2 separate regions of the Xenopus tropicalis genome follow, and region 1 is linked to region 2. Evidence: chromatin contacts called from public Hi-C data. All regions are on one chromosome and are shown on one strand. The core of a region is the stretch at or near the end of the contact, and the rest is flanking DNA. Distances in the headings are between cores, read along the strand shown.

Region 1 (3,144 bases), core at 326-2,825, 74 kb before region 2:
CTTCAGCCACCATTTTGTAATGGTCTGTGTGTGACTCACTGATCACCTGATAGGAACAAATACAGTATCTGTGACAGGAGAAGTGTGGGAGTAGAGATATAGCTCTGTCCAGTCATTGGCTGATGTAACCGGGCACGTGGCCTTGGTTTGTGTGTGAGCACATTACCTCATAAGAGCTAAAGGAATGGACTTCTGCTTAAAATAGCAGTCTTTCAATACTGGATTAATCAGTGGCACATATTGTTAGAAAATGATATATCCTTACAATTTACAAAACAGCTATAAATATGGGTGGTTTTAGGAGCTTAGGAGCGACCTCGCCAAACGAGCGAATCTTGCTGTGTATAGCCACCTTAAGGCTATACAGTGCCTCCATTTGCCCCCCATAGACAATGCCCCCAATTGCCCCACATAGACAGTGCCCCCAATTGCCCCCATAGACAGTGCCCCAATTGCCCCCATAGACAGTGCCCCCAATTGCCCCATAGACAGTGCCCCCAATTGCCCCATAGACAGTACCCCCCATAGAAAGTGTCCCCAATTGCCCCCCATAGACAGTGCCCCCCATTTCCCCATAGACAGTGCCCCCAATAGTCCATAGACAGTGCCCCAAATTGCCCCCATAGACAGTGCCCCCAATTGCCTCATAGACAGCGCCTCCCATAGAAAGTGCCCCCATAGACAGTGCCCCCCATAGACAGTGCCTCCCGAAGTCGGCGTCTTCTTCTTTGGCATCTCCTTCTTCAGCAGTGGCAGCTCCAGCGGCGACTCTGACAACGTTGTACTCCTCAGCAAGACAGGCCTTTTTGTACGGTTGCGCCCTGTGCATACTGACGTCACACATACGCACTGGGCATGATCAATCGAATGACAGGGCCCGGCCGTAATAGATTAAAGGGGGCCCGAGCCAGTCAGAAAACTGTGGCACAGCCCCCTTTAAAAGTGAAGATTGGCCGGGCCCGGGACAACTGTCCCCCCTGTGCCTCCCTGATGGCGGCCCTGGCCCTACCACTAGCAATTTATATTGTTGCTAGAGATTAGTCTCCCGGATTTACTTTTGTTGAAATAAACCTTTTCTATATATATTTCCAAATGAATGAGCCCATGTCAAAAAGGGGGGTACTTTTTCCTTTAAATGCAATCTAATCATTTTTAAATCAAGGTGAAGCCACATTCATGGTGTGTTTGCTATTCCAGCCTTCCAGTTGATGTTTAGCTAAAACTCAGGGCTTGATGGGAGTTGTAGTTTTACAACATATCGGCCCCTGCATGTCATTTCTAGCTGCATTTTCTAAACGCGTCCCCCAATTATTCCCACGCTCCAATAACCTTATTTTATGATGAATCATCAGAAAAACTGACGTTTTTGTTGTGATTTTTCTCCGACACCGATTTCATGTAATACAGTGGATTTCAAAGCAAAGCAAACTAAAGGGGGTTTTCTTATTGCTCAAACCCACCCCCCTCTGCTCTCCAAATCTTACTAACCTTGGGTGGATGGAAATACATGAGAAATAGTCAGTGAGAAGGGTGATCCCTTTCTTACAATCACCTCTGACAGAATGGAAACAAGCCTGCCAGTATTAACAGGGACCCCGGGCCCCGACCTTTGAGAGCTGTCATACAGCTGCGGTGTAAATAGAACTAGATTGAAATTCAGCTTTCCCTGACGTGGGCAAGTCTGACCTACTGACTCAGCTAGCTGAAGTTTGCCCTTTGTCAGTGCTCAAAACAAATACTGAAACATCTGATTTTATTTTCTGTTATCACTTTTATTCAGTTCTAGATGGGAAGTGCTAGAGAAAAAGGTCAATGGAACATAAAGCTCTAAACAGAGCAGTCTGACGTCCAGGCAGCTCCCACAAGAAAGGGACATTGAGTAACGGTGACTGTAACACAGTACAGCAAAAATGCATTTTATGATGGGATTTTCTCATAGCCCCGGGTGGTTGGAATTGGAAAATATTGTATTTTACAGGGTAGGTACCCATCTCTAAATAGCAGCTGTTTAGCGATAACGTGTGATATCACTACACAAATGTTTGACTTCCTGTAAATAAAATTATTTGTGTTCTGTGGTTTCTCTGCTTGCCAATGCATCCTTTCGGAGGGGGTTCTGTGTAGTTCAACTACAGCTGTAGGGTTTCACACTGCCTATTCCTGTACTGTAAATGTAATATCAAGTTTGCTGGCATTGCCCAGTAGTGATGTGCAGAGCACATCTTTCGTCGTTGGGGGCAAAACATCTCTTACGGCCAACACCGCCCGTGGCATAAGTGTCCCCTGATTCCTCTGGCAGTTGCACCATATTTATTTACTCATGCTGGCCTGCCCCTCCCTGGTCTTCTCTGGTAACAACAGAGTTGGACAAGTTAGTCACGGGTATATACAAAAATAAATTTGCTTTTGCTGTATAATGACTTTATGAACAGAAGGGGGCGTATCCTCTCTCACCTGATATAGTTGGGTCAGTCTAGAATTGGATCCCTCAAAAGAAGTAGTGGCTTGGGCAGATCAGGAATGGCTAGCACAGATCTAAAGGTGGCCATACACGGGCTGATTGTAGCTGCCGATATCAGTCCCTTGGACTGTTTCGGCAGCTTATCGGCCCGTGTAGGGGAAACAACGACAGGCCTGCCCGACCGATATCTGGCCTGAAATTGGACAGATATCAATCGGGCAGATTAAAAAATTCAGTCGGATCGGGGGCCGCCTCGGCTCGTTGATGCGGTCCCCAAACTGACTGCGCCTATTCCAGTCATTATAATTCGATGGGGCCCTGGGGCCAAACGACGAATTAGCCTAAATTTCCCTGATATCACCCACCCGTAGATTGGGATATCGGTAGAAGACCTTTACGTGTATGGCCACCTTTAGTGTGGTCTAAATAATTCCAACTTTAGATTTTCAAATTATAGGACTTACTGGAAGTACTGGGGACTCCAGAGTTATCTTTAGAGCAGCCATAAAGGAGTGGCTGTCATGAGCTGTATATGCATATAGTAGAATGTGGCATTGCAGTAAATTGTTATTATTATTATTATTAACATTTATTTATAAAGCGCCAACATATTCCGCAGCGCTGTACAATAAGTGGGTTACATACATTGGACATACAGAGTAACATATAAAGCAATCAATAAC
Region 2 (3,125 bases), core at 561-3,060:
GGTACAAATGGCTTCTGGGCCTATGTTCTGGTCCAGGCTCAGTTGGGATCTGTCCAGAACACAGCATGCGGCCAAAAGAGGAAGCCACTTCCTTATGCAAGACACTATATAGTCTGCCAAGGGGAGTGGTCAACCTGGCTAAACCTATAGGGGGTAGCCTAATAACTGAAATAGGAGTGCAGAGGGCTCTGTCCTATAACAGCACAGATTAGATAAAGATAAGGGATAACACCATAGGGAGCTTAACCCTATGGGTCCCTACATAAGCTTCAAATTTGCTAGGTCGACTCCCATTGACATCTACATGAATTCATAAGCTTTCAGATGCCACAGTTTGCTGACTTTTTTGCCCTTAATACATATTGAACCATCGGGTTTGGGAAACCCCAATTTAAATTTGTGGATTTTAGCTCAAAAAATGTCAAATCATGGCAAGTTGGAATTGGAAGGTTGATATATCAGCCCCACTAAAAATGAGCCCCTATAATGATCCTATTACAGGACAGACACGGATCCTCTCCCAGCCCCTTATAGTGAGACTATACATTAATAAGAACTTTGCGTAAACTATACGCTTTCATTTCCAGTAAACTGCCTGCCTGATGGGCTGACTGTAAATTCCAGTCTCCAGCTGCTCCTCTGCTGATTCACTCCTTAAGCCTTATGTACAGTCACGGTTATTCTTATATAACACAACTAATTCCACCCCACTCTGTATACAGATATAGTGCCTTGCGCAAGCATTCTGGCCTTCCCACAAGTCACTGGATCATACAATTTACAGTGCACACAAACAAGCCAAGGCACACATACATGCTAGGCCCCATCAGCCAATGAATGGGCAGAGTTCTGCCTTTTGCTCCCACACTACTTCCTGTTACAGTTAGAGCTGCATTACTTCCTGTCAGCTGATCTCTGAAGGAGCACACAGCCCATCACTAAATGGCGGCTCAAGGGAAAAGATGTAAAAGGGCAATATTTACTGATATATATATTCCAGTTTGGTGCAGTATTAAAGATGCAGTTTGCCTTATATAAACAAGGTTCATAAACACTATTCTAACTTCTAAAGAATCAATCTAATTACTTACTTTGTTTAGGCCACCCTCTATTCATATTCCTGTCTCACATTCAAACCATTGCCTGGTTGCTAGGTTAAATTGGACCCTGTTTCCTGCTGCTCAAATTCCAAACTGGAAAGCTGCCAAACAAAAAGGGGAGCCAGAGAGAGGAGAGAGCTGCGTGTCTCTGGCACAGAAAACAAACAGACAAGAAATCCTGTATGTTTTGATAGAGGACTCAGTGCAGCGTTACTGTGAGTGCTTATGGCTGTATTTACATAGACCTTTCTGATAAAGCTTACTTAGTTTTTACCTTTCCTTCTCCTTTAAGAAACACCAATATAAATGCAACAAAAGAATTAGTCAATGGGGGGGGGGGGGGGGGGGGGGGCAATTTATAGGATTCCCAGAGTGCAAATCAGACTTGTACCTGGGCAGTATGGCAGCTCCCACACCTAGCAGTACATGAATATATAGAGATATACAGGGCTATCAGCTCACCTATGACCAATGTGAATATGTTTGGCTGAACATTAAAGATAAAATCAAGTGAAAGTCATGCATTTGCTTTAAACAGGGAATCACTTTCTGCACCATAAATGTAATACTTTGTGCATAATGTTGCGCAATCAAAGAAAATGACAGTGTTTTTAATTAATTTGGTTCCCATCGTTAAGACTCTGCTTGGAGGCCGGTTGTCTATGAGGCAATTAACTCTGCAGAATTTCATGACGCACAGTGGCGAGAAGTTACTTCATTTCCTACGGGTTTCTAAAGGCTGGTGAGACCCGTTATTACAGGGCACATCCCACCATTCTTTCCCAGCAGCAAAGAGGAGGCAAAAACAGAATTTCATTACCTAATCCAGTAAAGGGCAAGCTAAAATGCACCGTTCACATTTAACCAATTGCTAGGGACGACATTATTTTTGGTGCTTCATTTCCCCTAGAACACGGAACGCATATGCCATAGACTGACCCCTGCAGCAGACAGGTGGTTTTCTTGCCTACCCTTTGCTAACTCTCCTTAAAACTTTTTGCTGTCTTCAGGACCATAATTTAAGAGAGTGGGTCATTAGACCACAGCATTGGGAAGGGCCGTGGGCCCCTATTTACTCCATTGTGCCATGAACCTTGTGTGAATTTAGGACAGAGGTTTGGCTGCAGAAAGGAAGGATCAGTCATAACTCTGGGGTACCTTATGCCAGGCCTGGTCTGTGAGCCAGCATAGGTCCTGGCATTCCAAGTACACAGGGGCCCAAACAGCCCCCCCAGCCCAATAAATAGTGAGTGACTATGGCACCTTACAGCAGCCCCTCTGGCATTTGCCAGAGCCCACAGATTGCCAGTCTGGGCCTGCCTTAAGCTATGAGCTCCAAGCTGCAGCCATGCTCAATTTTTTTCTATAACATGGCATTGCTTTAGAACACATATCTGGTTGCTAGACCCCTTCCTTCATATTCAGGGTCAGACAGGGCCCCTGGGAGACTGGGAAAAAACCCGGTGGGTCCCGGCAGCCCAGACCTGATCCCCAGGGCACTATACAGGTCTCCCTCCCGCCTCCCCTGACGTGCTGATCATAAGTTTAATTAGGGGTGCTCGGGGGAAGGGGTCGGATTAGTGGGCCTGCGGGGAGTGAAAGGCTGCGGCAAGGGCCATTGGAAGCCCGGGTGGGCCCTGCACCCCCCAGTCCGACCCTGTTCATATTGGTTTATCTTGGACATGTATAATTGCATAATAATGCCCATATACATTGCTCATGTGCAGTAACTCATAGCACCCAATTAGCAGGTAGCATTTCCTGGTCACCTGTTTAAAAGCAAATATCTTATTGGTGGCTCTAGGTTACTGCTCCTGGGCAAACTTAGTGCATTTTATTACATATGGGGGTTTGAGTGCTATGTGTGTCTGTTATAGATTTGCCTCATTCCTATTTCACAAGAATTGCAACTACTAAAATAGTTTTCTAGGTATTTTACTGATTTATTTACCAAAAAAGAAAAAAAAAAGAACACGCTGTTCCTTTACTGAGTGATCTTTTTGTACACAGCTTGTGTCACAACAA

Evidence for each region. Hi-C and Micro-C count contacts between places; a contact is called where the count stands out from the background.
Region 1: a Hi-C map of liver shows a contact between it and region 2, with 7 times the contacts expected there. The contact joins two enhancer-like sites. A contact is called at or near these places in 2 of 5 Hi-C or Micro-C datasets (brain and liver).

What each region holds. Positions count from the first base shown.
Region 1 is chr1:21,945,137-21,948,280 of UCB_Xtro_10.0, reverse strand. No RefSeq gene overlaps it. Among named protein-coding and RNA genes, the nearest start is that of sh3bp2, 40 kb to the left of the region's middle. Within about 2 kb of position 1,575, at least 2 of the 11 cell types and tissues checked have an H3K27ac peak or open chromatin away from gene starts, as enhancers often do. A contact at or near this core is called in liver, where this site is marked.
Region 2 is chr1:21,871,091-21,874,215 of UCB_Xtro_10.0, reverse strand. No RefSeq gene overlaps it. Among named protein-coding and RNA genes, the nearest start is that of tnip2, 5.5 kb to the right of the region's middle. Within about 2 kb of position 1,810, at least 2 of the 11 cell types and tissues checked have an H3K27ac peak or open chromatin away from gene starts, as enhancers often do. A contact at or near this core is called in liver, where this site is marked.